Regions from separate parts of the Mus musculus genome. Here regions 2 and 3 are each linked to region 1. The links are chromatin contacts, called in public promoter capture Hi-C maps. All regions are on one chromosome and are shown on one strand. The core of a region is the stretch at or near the end of the contact, and the rest is flanking DNA. Distances in the headings are between cores, read along the strand shown. Region 1 holds the start of Fam83d (family with sequence similarity 83, member D). Region 2 holds the start of Mybl2 (myeloblastosis oncogene-like 2). Region 3 holds the start of Srsf6 (serine and arginine-rich splicing factor 6).

Evidence for each region. Promoter capture Hi-C pulls out the DNA fragments that hold promoters and counts their contacts.
Region 2: a promoter capture Hi-C map of pre-B cells shows a contact between it and region 1. The contact joins the promoter of Mybl2 here to the promoter of Fam83d in region 1. A contact is called at or near these places in 2 of 39 promoter capture datasets (cranial neural crest and pre-B cells).
Region 3: a promoter capture Hi-C map of pre-B cells shows a contact between it and region 1. The contact joins the promoter of Srsf6 here to the promoter of Fam83d in region 1.

What each region holds. Positions count from the first base shown.
Region 1 is chr2:158,766,162-158,771,248 of GRCm38.p6, reverse strand. Fam83d (family with sequence similarity 83, member D) reads right to left here and starts at 3,150. Exons shown (of 4, transcript NM_027975.2): 1 at 2,662-3,150. The coding sequence starts at 3,135. Ppp1r16b (protein phosphatase 1, regulatory subunit 16B) reads right to left here. Exons shown (of 11, transcript NM_001159662.1): 11 at 4,915-5,087.
Region 2 is chr2:163,052,714-163,057,800 of GRCm38.p6, reverse strand. Mybl2 (myeloblastosis oncogene-like 2) reads right to left here and starts at 3,166. Exons shown (of 14, transcript NM_008652.2): 1 at 2,953-3,166. The coding sequence starts at 2,972.
Region 3 is chr2:162,928,371-162,933,457 of GRCm38.p6, reverse strand. Srsf6 (serine and arginine-rich splicing factor 6) reads right to left here and starts at 1,950. Exons shown (of 6, transcript NM_026499.4): 1 at 1,681-1,950; 2 at 1,316-1,464; 3 at 1-32. The coding sequence starts at 1,787.

The DNA of each region.
Region 1 (5,087 bases), core at 1,901-4,400:
CACAGCCACTCCCAGACACCCATGCACGTCCTCACAGGTGGCAGCCTTTGACAGCCAGCAAATTAGTCCTCTGATCCCTCTCAGTAGCTAGTCCTCCTCCACCCGGGGACAGGAACTTCTCCCACAGGGCTCACGCACAACACTGTAGTTAATGGGGAGTCTCAGAGTCTGCCTTGGGTAAAGTCCTGTCTCCACCATCTCTAGAAGCAACCTAGCTTCTCCGTGCTGCAGTTTATCCTCTCTAAAGTGGACAGAATAATCAACAATTTCAAGGTTACTAAAAATACTGTCTGGCAAAGAGAAAGCATTGTTTGTTTGTTTGTTTGTTTGTTTGTTTTGAGACACACCCCACCCCACACCCCATATAGCTTTTGTAGGCCTGGAACTTGCAATTTAGACCAAGCTAGCCTCAAACTCATAGAGATGTGCCTGTGTCTGCCTGCTGGGATTAAAGGCGGTGAGAAAACAATTTTTATTGACTCATTTTTTTTTCCTCTTAAAGCCTCATGCCTCAAATTAACCTAATTCCTATACACCCCACTCCTTGGCCAGCTCAGTCCTTGTTTTCCTTAATGTATTCCAGTGTAGTCCTGTCACTGCCAACTAGGGCCAGCAAGTCTCAGCCTCAGCCAGCTTGGCGGCACACGCCTGGAAGCCCAGCATTCGAAGGCAGAGCCCGGCTGTTCTCTACGGGAACTGAGGCGGCAGAGCCATCAACCTTCCACGTGTTTCCTTCTCCCCCTTGTCCCCTTAGTGTGTGCTCAAACCCAAGACCTCCAGCATGTTAAGGTCCGTCCTGCCACAGAGCTACCCCGCCCCCCCAGCCTTCAAGCTTCCTCGCTGTCTACATACTTTCCTCCCCTGCCTTTCCACTCCAGTTCGTCATGTCTCAAATTCAGGGAACTCTGCCTAAAACTGGCTTCCTGCCCACCCTGCCTTAATCCAGACTCTTTCCTCTTACAAGGATGTCTCTGGCCTCCTTGCCACCTCAGCCCTCCTAAATCTAAACTCCTTCACGCCAGGCTTACTGCTAGGAACACCACCCCCATCATCTTTTCGACTTTTGGTCCCTATCTTCTCCATAGACAGGCTAGTTCCATCCTTCCTTCTCAGTCCAACTCAGACATCGCCACTCCAGATTTTCTTCTAGCCCCTTCCTCATCCCCAGTCCTCCATGAACTAAGGACGAGAACCACACCCCCTCCTCTGTGACCCCAGCCCTGGCAGTGTGACAGCTGGGAGACTCTGGGTAAGTATGCACTTGGGCATATATACAAAAAAATGCTCATTGGGTTTCCCACCTTTCTCCGTGGGAACGCCCAGCTTCCAGAGACAGGGATGTAGGGGAGGTGTAAAGGAAGTAGGTACAGAGGGAAGCAGGAGGCCCCATCCACTGATGTTTTTCAGATTGCAAGAAAGATAGGGAAGTCTGCTGTAGCTGTGATCCCTTTTAAGGCAAGTTTTCCTTCTGACCTCTAGCTCTAGTGCCTTCACCCAACTGAGCAAAAGGTTAGAGCAGCCCACACCTCTGCCTTTCCTGGAGACCAGGTCTTTCCTTCTCAAGGTGTCCCCAAGGAGTGCTCAAATTCTCCTCCCAGAGGGAAGCTTTGGGCATGCACCCTTAGCCCACAATTTTGCCTCTTCCAAACGCTTTATAATTTTGTACTGAACTCACAAGTGAAACATTTCCAGCATCAAACGGACCCTCAGCCCACCCAAAGCTCACAGGATTAACATGAATCCAGCCATAGCCATACTATTCCCTGAACAGCTTGGTCACCTACACTCTTATCCTCAAAGTCCTGCCTGTCAGGTACAGAACCAGCATCAGAACTTTGGCTTTGGCACTAGGAAGGCAGAGGCAGGAGGATTGCCTGAAATTGAAGCCTGTAAGTTCCAGGTAAGCCTGGGTTACAGTGACCTTGTCTTGCAGAGAGGAAAACAAAAAACAAAAGACAAAAACAGAACGCAAACTTGCTCCTAGACTTGGTGATGTCAACCTGATCCGCACCCTAACATATAGCGGTGCCAGGCCTACTAAGTCTTGACATGGTCTGAGGCTTTGCCCGTCATGTTCCAGGCAGTCAAAAGGTCTGGGAATGGAGCAGTGTTCACCAGCATGCAAACTTGTAGCCACACCCTCCCAAGTGGAGCCCTTTCTCCCTGATCTATGGCAGGCCAGACTCTATACTCCACCCCAGGCCAATCGGGCAGTCTGACACTAGCTAAGATAAAAACCCATTGTAACCAGTGGCTTATCTAAAGCACAAATATTTGCATTTTGGATCAATGCTACTTGGAACAGTCCCAGGCACTGTGGGTTAAAAATATCTCCCACCAGACTCACTCACAGAAGTGAAAGAGATAAACCGACTGCTCGAATTTATCTGTCTACAACATTAAGAAGCGTGGAAAAGTGGTAATTACAGATCTCCCCATGGTCTCCGGGTATCATCTTTTGGGTAAAACTAAGCTTTTACTTAGCTCCTGAAAGTGAGACCTAATGTCAGCTGACGTCCCTGGAATTCTGCAATCCACTTTGGTTTGAACTAACAGTCGCTCTGTTCCAGGGGTACCAATAACAGAAGTTGGAACTACGACATGACTCAATTTTCAGAAGGCCGATGCTCCTCCCCTACCCGCTGCCAGGGGGCCGCTCACCTCTCGGGCGGAGCGCAACTGCTGGCGCAGCGCATCCTTGCAGCCATACGGGCCTCCGGCGCCCGCGCCGCGGGGCTGGAAATGAGCCTCGACACGCGTGGCACCGCGGTAGGCACCCTGGTAGAAGGAAGGCCAGCCGAGCTCCAACGCCGGCGGTTCCAGGTCCGACTGCTCCGGAAAGTAGGTGCCCGACGAGCATTCGTGAGAGGAGCCGAACGAGTCCTCCGCTACCGCCGCCCCATCCTCGCCCGGCCGCTCGGCAGCGCCCAGAACCTCGCGCACCTCGTCGGCGTTGAGGAAGCGGCCCAGCCGCTCACGCCGTAAGAAGGCGGCCCAGGCGTCGGGACCACCGGCCAGCAGCTGCTCGAGAGCCAGACGCCGCGCCTCGCTGAACAGCTCCGTGGGGTTGGGCGGTCCGCACGGAGACAGGCAGGCCGCGGGAAGGTCGTCCAACAGCTCGAAGCGAGCAGCCATGGCAGTGCCCAGAACCGATCCACTTGTCTACGGTGGTAGTCTGAGTTTTTATAGGCATCTTTGAATCAAACCAGCCCGCTCTATTGGCTCGCCGCCCCGCCCCAGCAATCCCATTGGCTGGATGTCTCCCATGCGTACCAAAGGCTCTGCCCCCTCATTGCTATTGGTTGCTCCTGAGACAGAACCCGCCCACCCTCTGCTCTCACTGCCTGATGGCTGAGCGGAATTTAAATCTGACTTTACCCCGCCCTAGCGGCTCCAGAACCCTGCCAACCCGGGACATAGCCCCGCACTGTCCGAGCACGCCCCCTGCCGAGTGCCCTATAACATGGTGCTTCAAGGACTCGGACTAGGGGTAGGACTTGCTCCTGGACATGCTTATTTTGGTGTGATCAGCCTCATTGCCACTCCACCCTGCATCTAATCATTAACTTATCAATACAGAGAGCAAGTGAGAAGGAGAGAAGGACAGAGGGACGGAGGGAGGGGGAGGGAGAAGGAAGGGAAAAGATGGGGAGGAAGAGAGACAAAGAGACAGAGATAGAGCCTGGAGTGGTGGTTCATCAGTTAAGAGCACTTCCAGAGGATCTGGGTTTAGCACTGTCTCCCCTGGCAACCTCTAACCACCTATAATGCTTCCAGGGAATCTGATGATGCCCTTTCTGGTATCCACGGACACTGTATGCATACGTAGCACACAAACATACACATTAAATAAAAATAAATAAATGTCTTTTTTTCTCAGTGGTGCAGAGCTGGGGGTGGTGGCACACTCCCAGCACATGGGAGGTTAGGGTAGGAGAATCTGGAGTTCGAAGCCATCTTATTCTGTGTCAATCCTAAGAGAGGTCACAGAAGACCTTGCAAACATACACATATATATCTATATACATATACACATACATATATGCTCATACATATACATCTATATACTAATCCACTGTGGTATCTACTTCTTCGCTTAAAGGTCTCTCTCACTCTCTCTCTCTCTCCCTTTCTCATATCTTGTAGCGAAGGATGACCTTGGCTTTCTAACCCCCTGCCTCTACCTCTGTAAACTTAAAACAAACCAGTACTGCTGTGAGGATCTCCTCCCTCTCTTCATCCTTCCCTGGTTCCAGCCTTCTCAGGGAAGTTATTCAAGCCCAAAGGCAAGAGCTTCCTGTGTCCCCACTCTGGCATCCAGGATGCAGAAGACTACCTTCCTCTATCAAATCGAACCAGCTCTTGCATGTAATAAGGACAGGGGCCAGGCCTGAGGCTGTACAGTCACACAGTGTCTTTGCCTCTGTTTCCTGGGTTAAAAGCAAGGATAATCAGAGATCATAATCTATGATCCCATTGAATGACGTAGAGCATTGCTCTCCACTATAAGCTAAAGGAAAAAGCCCAGAGAGGAACATGGGAAGGCCCAGGACAAGTCAGTGGAACAGAGGAAGGGAGCACCCTGGTAACATAAATAACATAAACCAATCAAACTGTAATAAAACTGCTGCTGTAGGATATCACGTGACTTCGAAGAAAATATTTGACAGGATAAAGCCCAACACTGACCACCTATCTTTCCTTAAATTCATAAGTTTTCACCACTATCTCCCAATCTAGAAACCTCTTTAGTTCCACCTATGAATCCCCAAAGCTCCCCTGACTTGGGGACCTCCTCGGGGAGCCTTCTGGGTGCAGCCATGTCTGGGAGCCTCCCTGGCACGATCTCTTGTGGAACTCAAACCAGTCCCATGCAGACGAGGGCACAGCAGTAACCACAGTCAGACCAGCAGGTGTTATTAAAAGGAATTTAATAATCTTAATTAAAAATCCATAGCAATGAATTCCGTCACAGGCCTTGGCAGCTGGAAGTAACTCCAGAGGCACAGGCCCCTTGGTGACATGGTCAGACCCCATCTTGGAGGCATGGAGCTGCTTCAGAACGATATCAAAGATCCATGAGAATA
Region 2 (5,087 bases), core at 1,917-4,416, 4.3 Mb before region 1:
ACTGTTACTTCCTTCAAATCCACTAAAGAGGGCATTGCATTTCAGATGGTTGTGAGCCACCACGTGGTAGCAGGGAATTGAACTCAGGACCTTTAGAAGAGCAGTCAGTGCTCTTCACCACTGAGCCACCTCTCCAGCCCAAGGTTTTCCTTTCTTTTTATCTGGATTAAAGGCCTATTCCACCACACCAAGCCTAACTTTGTTCATTCTTTCCAATTCTTGACTGCACGTGGGCACAATTAAGGGAGAGCATAAAACTCAGAATACAATTATTTGATGTCTGGAGGCTTTAAAAAAAAAAAAAACTAACATGGAAGTTTTCGTTGTTTTTGTTTGTTTTTCAAGACAAAGTTTCTCTGTGTAGCCGTAGCTATCCTGGAACTCAATCGTAGACTCAGAGATCGGCCTGTCTCTGCCTCCCTGCTGGGTTTAAAGGCACGCACCACTATCACCTGGCTAACATGGAATATTTTACCTGCTATCAAAATCCTATTGCCTAGTTTGATGGTTTGAGGAAGGAGATCACACTATGAATGCTAGTTAGGGACTGGAGAGCTGGCTCCACTAAGGAACATACTGCCCTTGATGAGGACCTAAATTCAGCCTCCAGCACCCTTCCCACAACCTCCCAGCTCCAGAAGGGTCCAGCCACTCTGGCCTCTGTGGGCACCTACACGCAAGTGCACAAAACCACCCACAGATACATAACTAAGGGAGAAAGGCAAACAACCAGTTTTTCACAGAACTTGGTTAATCCTTCCCCGGGACCTGCACTCGGTCACCTCGAGCAAATACGAAAGGTTAGTCAGTCATATGTAACTGGGAAGAGTAGAGATTTCCAAACGAGCAAGACGAGCCACACTTTGTGCCCACAAGTGTGCAGCGTTGGTGTCTGCACAGCCCTCCCTGTCTTCCCTCACACTCAGCACAGCCTCCCTCCCTGTCACTCCTACACACATACAAGCACTCTGGAAAGCCAGGTCCAGCCCTCAGCCCCAACCTCTGCTCTTGACTTCACCCACAAAGGTCAGCTCCAACTTCACATCCTGGAATTTGGCACAGAAAAGGCCTAAAGAAATATTTGCCCAGGGAAGGAGTGGATTTGTGAATGAATGGATACTTGCAAAGATGCTGCCTACGAAACAATTCTAAAAAAAAATCCCGACGAAAACGAAAAGAAGTTCCTAAGCCTAGCAATACGCGTCACAGAATCCAGAAAGCAGATTTGTATTGTCAGTGCTGACCCAATGCACGCCCCACCTACCATTGTAAAGCAGGAGGCAAAATCTACTAAACATTATCAGTTGAGTTTGCTTCTCCAAAACCCAGCACGAGGCCCAGATTCTATTAGAAGCTCAGCCGGTGTCCTAGGGAAAAGGCTCTGTGTAAGAGAGCCTGAAGCCTCAGTGCTGTGTAATAGTGACAGTATTTGGAGGGCGGGGGTCCTTTGAGATAGGTATCTCTATGTTGCCTTGGCTGCCCTGGAACTCACTCTGCAAACCATGCTGTCCTGTATACTGAAGAGATTCACCTGCCTGAGTGCTGTGATTAAAGACATGTGTTGCTGCTACCCGGCATGGTCACACTATTAAACAGATGGGAGTATCCATCAGTCACACACCTTCTTGCGCATTCTCAAGGGCTCCATTTAACAGACGGGAAAAGTGAGGCCGACAACGATTATGTCACACCAAGCTCCACATTTTTACACCCTAACCTCCCTAGGAACCGTAGCATGAAAAGCAGAGGCCAGTGTGCTGTTTAAAGAAAAGTCACACTTTTGTATATACACATACCCTTTCTCTTGCCCTTGTACGTTCTGGGCTATGCTCCAGGGAAAGGTGAGTCAGAGGCCAAGAGGGAAGTGGGCCACTGGGGTACAGGGAGTCACACCATGTGGCAGAGAAAGGCTCGTGAGGATGCAGGGGCACAGAGTCCACACTTCACAAAAGAGACCCTCAGATAAGCCCGGGGCTCTGGGATTAGTACTTCCAGATGCCCTTCCTGGGCACTGAACTGTCCTAGACACCGGGGCATGGGAAGCCACCCTGATCAGCACCCACAGACCAAACCAATACCCAACCCAGCCACGAAGAACTCTGCAAGTAAGCAAGCAGGCATCTCTGTGCCTTATCTTCATCCTAGGCCAGGTTCGGCCATCTGAAGACGGTGGAAAGGCGTTCTGAATTGGAAAGACCCAGAAGGAACACAGCAGAACCCAATTATCCCACGCCTTAGAAAGGCTGGAAAGCCCCGCGATTAGGCCCCAGATACACAGGTGTCCCAAAAGTCCAGACTTGACCCAGCCACCTAACCTCTAGGGAACTAAGAGGGAAACCCAGTTCCTGCCTTTGGCTCAGAGGCTGCTAGCAGAGCAGTCTCGTTGCACACCAATAGTCTTTACTCATCCCCAACTGCCCAAAACTAGCGTGGGACAGGAAGAAGGCTTCTGAAACCAAACCGAACCGGCCGCCGAAACCCCATGAGACAACGAATTCCCCGTCTCGCATCCCGCGGAGGGCCCAGGGGCTTTGTGCTTCCCGGAATGCTAACAAGAAAGGAACGCCAGCAAATTCGAGCCACTCTTGATCGACAAGTGTCTCCCAGGCTTCTGCCTTCCACTCGCTGCGACAAGGGGAGACATTCTCCCTACCCAGTAATGGGCCTCCAGCTGACACCGCGAGCGACAGCCTTCCTTCCCCACCCTGCAATTAGGCGGGAGATGATGGACCTCACCCAGGGCTGGGACCCGGTCTAGAGGGGGAACCCGCGCTTTCAGACTCCCGGGCCCAGGAGGCCCAGGAACCGAGCGAGGGGGTCCCGATAGCCTCTTAACGTGGCGCGCGCCCCTGCATCGGGCGGCGCAGGGTGCATTTCTCCCGGGGATCCCCATCTCACGCTTGCCGACCCAAGGAGAAGGGAGAGGACCCCAGCGCGCCCGCAGCCTCTCACCAGCGCGTCCGCCGAGACATCCCCCCGGCCCGGACCCCGCCGCACCCTTACGCCCGCCGGCCGAGCCCGGAGCGGGAGCCGGGCCGGGGTCAGGACTCAGGCTGCTCGAGCCGCTCCGGGCCCCAGGCGGTGCTCTCAGGCGTCAGCGTGTCTGCAGGTCTGGTCGCACGTTCCCAGGAACTGCAGCTGCCTAGGGAGCGCACAGAACCACTTTCCTATCTCCCGCCAAGTGCGTCGGCGCCGCCCGGCCCTGGCGCGCGAGCGCAGGGGCGGAGCATACGGAAGGGGCGAAGCGTACAAGACACGAGGGGCGGAGCCCGCGCGCCAGAACCCTAGGAGGGGCCTACTGTAGGGGCGGAGCCCAAGCATGGGGAAGAGGGGAGTGGTTTACCGGAGGGCAGAAACCGAATGTGCAAGCGGGCAGATGCTCTGTTAGTTGGCAATCTACTGTGTCCAGATACACCTACCTTAGGGATTCAATGAGGCGCGAGGCCTGGCTCTGTGTGAATCTTAGATAGACCCCGAGCCACACACATAGCAAAGACTGGAAGAACTGAATAGGAGAAACTTCCCGCCCAAATTGTCACTGCTTGGGACGGTCCAAGCCACTATCCCTAGAGCCCCCATGCTCCCTTTGACTGGGTTTGTATCTTTTCCTTTGCAAGCCTCTTGCTTCTTCAGCTGCCTCAGAGAGACCCAGCTCAAAATCCCAACATTTCTCTCACCAAACTTAAACCTCTCTTCTGTCCGGGTTAAATCTTTGTAACTCCATTTAGTAACGGCCTTCCAGATCACCACGCCAAGACACAGAGAGGCGAAATTAAGTCTTGCAGCTTTTGCTTGGGCCGTATTTGGACCAGGAACTCCCCACATCTTCCCCGACTGGGGTCTCCTGCCCATCTGCTTGCATTTGTGCGCATTTCCTCTGCTGAACTGTGAGCATTCTGGGATCCCAGCAGCCTTTCCTAGGAAATGTATTAAGCCCAGGGGGAAGGCTTGTTGGCTTACGTTCAATTTCTGATGGCAAGGGTTGTCTCTTTCAGGTTGTCATTTACTACCTAAAAACTGAGTGTCATCTTACTGGGACTCCCTGAAAGGATAGGAGCCTGGAAGAACCCCAGCCAAATGCCCTTTAGGCTCAGGCCTCAGATCTCTTTCCAAAAACTGCTGGCCCCTTTTAGACAGTACAACTCCGAAAACTTCATTTACTACAGAAGGATGAAGACTTGAAAGCTACAAGTTTTCACCTGGCTTAATTCAAGGCTTCCCCCCACCCCTCTCCCTTCAAAGGAGTTCATGTGGATCGCTGCTCTTCACGGCTAGTGTGCTTTACAGTGAGATCTCCTCGGGGGTGATTCCCAGCCTACCTTTCCCTAGTTCCATTATCTCAAATTATCAAACTTCTCCATGCCTGCTTCCTCACCTACAAAAACAGTTCATAGAAACCTTTGATCTTCATAACAACCCAATGAGTTATATGCTTGTATTACCCGATAGCAGATGGAGAAACTGAGGCACTGACTTCCCCAAACTGTAGTTCTAGAGTTTATAGTAAGGAAAGGGGTAAGGAAAGGGCAAATGGCTTTCCTCCTAGCATCTTTGGCTTGTTTGCAAATTAAATGGATAGGAAATAGATTAACGGGAGGAAACTCAGGTTTAATTACTTGCATATCCATTGGAGTCCTGTAAAATAATGACATCATACAAAGGCTCAGACGTTTGAAGCTTCCTGGGGTACAAAAAGGAATGAGGTCCAAGGACTTCTGTAGGAATGGTGGTGACACAAGCTAACTAGGGATAAGGAAAGGAATTATGTGGCAAACAGGTGGTCTTGTCATGCAGATAAAAGTCTCCCAGTTAAAAGAAAGATATAGGCATCAGCCGGTTCCTAGTACAGAATGCAGGCTAACGCAGATTTCCTTTACAAATGTAAATTTCTTTTACAAAAGGACTGCCTTGCAAAGTTATTTCCTTGTCTATAGTCCCTGCAGAATAACCAGGTCAAAGCATGTTGGAGAAGTGGGAGATTATTTTCTCCTACACTTTATTTTGGGGTACTGTGTACAAACCTTTAACTCTAAGCAATACAAGTACATGAATATGTATAAGGCACATATAAGTATTATATCACTGTT
Region 3 (5,087 bases), core at 701-3,200, 4.2 Mb before region 1:
AGTTCTCCGACTGCTGTATCCACCTCCACCACCTTTATCACATGAAGGGAGTAATTAGATGCGTTGCAATGACAGGCATGCATGTTTTTGAAAGTTAGTACAAACATAGCAACGTTTATTACTGGAGTAGGACTTTGCTATTATACTGCTAAACCCTCGATACATTTGTGATTTGCCACAAATTAAATTAAGGGCAAGTCAAATAGACTAAATCCAACTAAACCTCTCCTACAATCTGTTAGAGAGTGACTGCTCCTTTATTCAATTTACCTCGCTAAGTTTTATTTTACAGAACATTGTAAAATATAAAACTTAACTGATTACATGCATTTCTACATTTTACAAAAATGTTTACTAGTTACACTAAGTACTTACATCACAGTGTGAGGTTTTTGGTGGTGGTTTGGCCACAAAACACGCAAGGTAACAGTCACCTAGTTCAGATTAACCAGTTTTGTCTAACCCTTGGAATCCTCACCATCACCCTGCGTCTAATGGCAAAAGGCTGCTGTCGTCATGGCTTCCGGTAAGGTCAGCCAAAGGGTCATAGGGCAAGGGTCACACAATGTATGGAAAAGCCAAGGCCAATCAGGAAAGGCAGTCATCTTAGCCTCAGTGGACACAGCCTCAGCCCCATTGGTCACTTTCAAATTGAAACATCAAGGACTTGTTAAAAAGTTGGAATTCAACATGCAACAATTTCAACATTAAACATTTCACATAACCAAAATCCCCCCAACCCCCTCCCAGTAACATGCCCCAACTATTTCAAATACAGCATAAAGCTTATTTAGATTTACTTTGTGGTACTATGCCACATTACTTAGTTTAAAATGGCATTTTCTTTGCCCCCCCCCAATCAAGCCTCCCAGCTCCTAAGACTTAGACTTCAAGCTCCTCCCCTTTCCCCGCCCCCTGCCCCACCTCCACCCCAGCCTTCCTAGAAACTTCCTCAATGCTAACAAGCACTGACAGATAAGCAAGGGGGCATACTACAAATACAGCCAGCCCTCGCTTTCAATGGCAGAACCCAAGTCAGTGCCAAAGAGGGCCAACTGAAGCCACTCCTTCCAAACTTAAGTCAACCGGCCACCCGACCCCATTCCCCGCGCTCCGGTGTCCCACGGCTACCCGGGCATGCGTGGAGGTAGAGGGGCCCCGGGAACACCCAGGGCCGACAAGCCCCGGCCTCCGCGCCTGCCCGGGCTGGGGAGGTCCCACCCTGCCCACCCAAGTGACTGCACCCGCCCTGCGCCCCCAACCCCCGCCCCCCCCAGGTACCCAGGACGCGGAGCGCGCGGGGGTAAGGACTCACTGCGGCTTCCGTAGCTGTAGCCATCGCGGTCGCGGCGCGGGCCCCGGGCGTGCTCTACGATCACGCGCTCGCCGCACAGCTCCTTGCTGTTGAGCTCGTACACGGCATCGTCGGCATCCCGGGAGTCCTCGAACTCCACGAAACCGTACCTGCGGAGGGGCGGAGCGCGAGCCGCGCACCGGCGGGCGGGCGTGTCGTTAGCCGGCGCCGCGCGCTCCCGCGCCCTCCCCCGCGCGCGCGCGCTCGGGGCGCCGCCGCCGCCGCCATTTTAGAGGCCCTGCCACGCGGCGCCGCGGCCTTGGCCGCCTCGGGTCCTTGGGGGACCTCTCTCCGCCGCGGGGCGCGGCCTCCCAGACCCGACTCACCCATTTTTGAGGTCGATCTCGAGGAGGCGGCCGTAGCCGCTGAAAAAGCGCTGGATGTCCTTCTCGCGGACGTTGTAGCTCAGGCGTCCTATGTAGACGCGCGGCATGGCCGTGACCCACGGGTGTCCTCCGGGAGGCTGGCGGAGGGGCGGCGGGCCGCGGGGCAGGGCTGCGGTGCGGGTGCGGGGACGGCGAAGGCCCGAACACGCGCCTCACACCGCAGCGGCGGCCGAGTCAGCCACACAATGGTGCGCGCGCGCGCGCCGGCCTACGCTATAAGTGCCCGGGGGCGGGGCGCGGCGCGGCGCAGCGCGTGACGTCGTCGCGCAGCACGTCCTCTCCCGCGCCGCGGGCCGCTCCGGATGTGTTGGGGCGGCCCGCGGCGCGTGCCGTGCTTGCTGGGAGTTGATTTCGCTACTGTCATGTCCCCTGGCGCTGTGCAGCCATCAGCGTAAACAGCCGAGGCCCGGACCTTTTGAGTCGTGCCTAATAAACTGTTCTTGTGCCCAGGCACGCGGAGAACGAGTTTTATTTCTCATTGGTTGTCCGGGCTGTCAGTCTAGGCCATCTTGGTCTCTGATTGGTCTACTAAAAAAAAAGAGGTTGCTCTTTCCCTTCAGCGGGTAGCTCGCACTGGTTTCGTTGAGTACACGCTCTTGGGAGTCGGACAGTTCCTTAGTTTCTCAGCGGCTCGGGATCTGTCCCCGAGGTTTAGTGACCAGCGGGGGAGGTGCTGTGGCTGGTCTGGGTGGCATCCCTCCCTCTGCTCGGAGCTCTGACAGCTCTGAATCCCGCGCTCGCCGCGGCCGTTCACAAAGGGAGCATGGCTGGGCCCCATGGTCCTCCAAGACCCCCTATCCCCTTTCCTATCCATACTGTCCTTAACCTGGTTGGATCCGAAGGCAAACTATTTATAAAGCAGAAATACACACTTAGGAGTTTATGGAGGTGACATCTAATGCTGTAGAGTTAAACAAAACAGCCCCACTGCCCTGGAGTAAAGTTAATTGACTATCAAGGAGCATGCCTTGGGAGTATTCAAAGCACGGCGAAGGTTTGGCTAGAGAGGTAAGGAAACCGAAAGCAGAGCACGGTGTGATAAAAGCTGAGAGAAAAGACTGCCATTGAGTTAGTACCTGCTCTTTAGGAATTTGTTTTCTGCCCAGAATCTGGGCAGCCTCAGGCTTTTCAGCTATAATGAGAGAAGATTCTGTCCTCTGGGGCAGACCGGCAATGTTGATAGCACACAGGGAGATGTGTTAATAGTATTCTCGAGGGAAGAGAACGTCCTTAAGTTAGAAATATAAATATATATATGTAGACAGCTTTTAAAAATATTCATGGAACACAGAATGAAGTCAACACATAACAGTTTTATCAAATTGTCAATTTCTAAAAACTTGTTAAAATTTATTTGTGAGTGGTGAGAAGACTGAAGCCGGTAAAGGTGCTTGCTGCCAAGCTGGAGGACCCGACTTTGATCCTAGAGACCCACACGGTAGAAGGAACAACAACAACAACAAAAACAATTCTTGCAAGTTGTCCTCTGACCTCCTGATGCGTGTCATGCCTTCAATAAATAACTAAGTGTGATGATAACACATTTTAAAATTATTTGTAAAAGCAAACACACATCTGGATTCCACACGAGACGAAAAAGCCAGTATTTGTCATTCTCCTACCCTATTACCATATTTTGTTCCCCTCTTCCCTTATCCTTGTTTCCTTCACATAGTTCCCTTTCTACTTTCATGTTCTACACACACACAAGACAACCCATGAGATCATTTATCTTCCAAAGTTCCTAGTTGGATCAGCAGCACTGGGGAGTCCTGTTGCCGACCTAACTTGGTACTTTGCAAAAGCAACAAACTGAAATGACAAGTGCGCAGCATGAGAGTCTATTTATTTTTTTAGTGGGCTGGGGGAGGGAAAAGCCAGATAGTCAGGTGCAGTATCTGATGCCTGTTCTCAGCATCCGGGAGCTGAGGAAGGAGGACTGCTATGGGTTCTAGATTAGCCTTGGCTAAGTTTGAGGCATTGTCTTAAAAACAAGGAAGGGAAGGGTCTGTTGGGAAACTGCTTGCTTCTGGAGCTTGACCGTTCCTGTGGAATGACACCTGAGGTGACCCTTGGCCTCCACACTTGATGCACATGCTAGTTTGGAACTCCAGAGCCTCAATATCAATGAGAGCCAGTTCCTACAGGTTCGCTCACCACATCTCCCTCCCACCCCCAACTGATTCTGTTACCATGTGAAATCTCAACTAACACAGCCACCCCAGAGTATTTGTGTGGAATGCAGCAGAGGCTGCTCTGGGAAGTTCTGCCCAGAGCATCTGACTGATGGCCCATCCATGCCATCAGTCTGATAGATAGATCTCTGAGGCTTGTCTGCGGGAGATTTGTGTAAACGGTGCCAAGCCAGTCCAAACCCTCATTTAAAATCTTCTGAGCCAGGTGCGGTGGTGCACACCTGTAACACCAGCAGATCAGACTTCCGGGCAAGAGGATCAGTCAACTGAGCAAGGCGCTGGGGATATGGTTCAATGGTTTGCTGCCGAAGACCTGACCTGGGTACCTAGAATGAAATTCAAGTATCTCACAAACACCTATAACTCTAGTTGCAGGGGGGAATCCAATGCCTCTGGCTTTTGTGGACCTCCGCACACATAAGTACATACCTCTAAACACATACACACTTTTAGATAAATATATATATTTATTTATCTCCAAATTGCCCCCAGAACTTGGGAGGCAGAGACAGGGGGAATCTCTGTGAGTTCAAAGCCAGCCTGGGCTACATACTGAGACCCTGTCTCAAACAAATATCCCTGGGTAAAATAAAACTTTCAGAACATCTGCAGGAGATCCATTTAGAGCCGGGCTCTCAGTCTCCACGTTGCTGGCCCCTGGGTCAGATGGTTTTTTTGTCACGGGTGATCCTCTGTGCTGTGGGACACTCAACAGACTCCCTGAGCTCTATCCATGTAAGTGCCAGTGGTCTACTCCCATATCCAATGTGACTGAAAAAAAAAATGTGGTAAGCCTTCAGAAAGTGACAGCAGCTGCTGAGGGACAGTGTAGAAGAACCACTTTAAGCTTATTCTAACTAGCTTACAAATAAATGAGACTCAGACTGTGGCCATTTTATTTGGCTTTGACTGCTTACTGGTGGGTAATCACTAGTTTCCTCTTCTGACTGCTGGCCTGGCTGGCTCCCCAGTGGTGTGCCCCAGATACTTGCTGTTTCTCCTGGCCATGTGCTCATGGTTCTCCCCTCCTGGCCACTTCTTCTCTTCTCCCAATCTCTCCTCCAACCACATCACCCAAAACCACCCACCTCTAGTTCCTCCAGGAATTGGCAGTAGCCAATTTTATTTAACCAATAGTTTTAAACCAAGGAA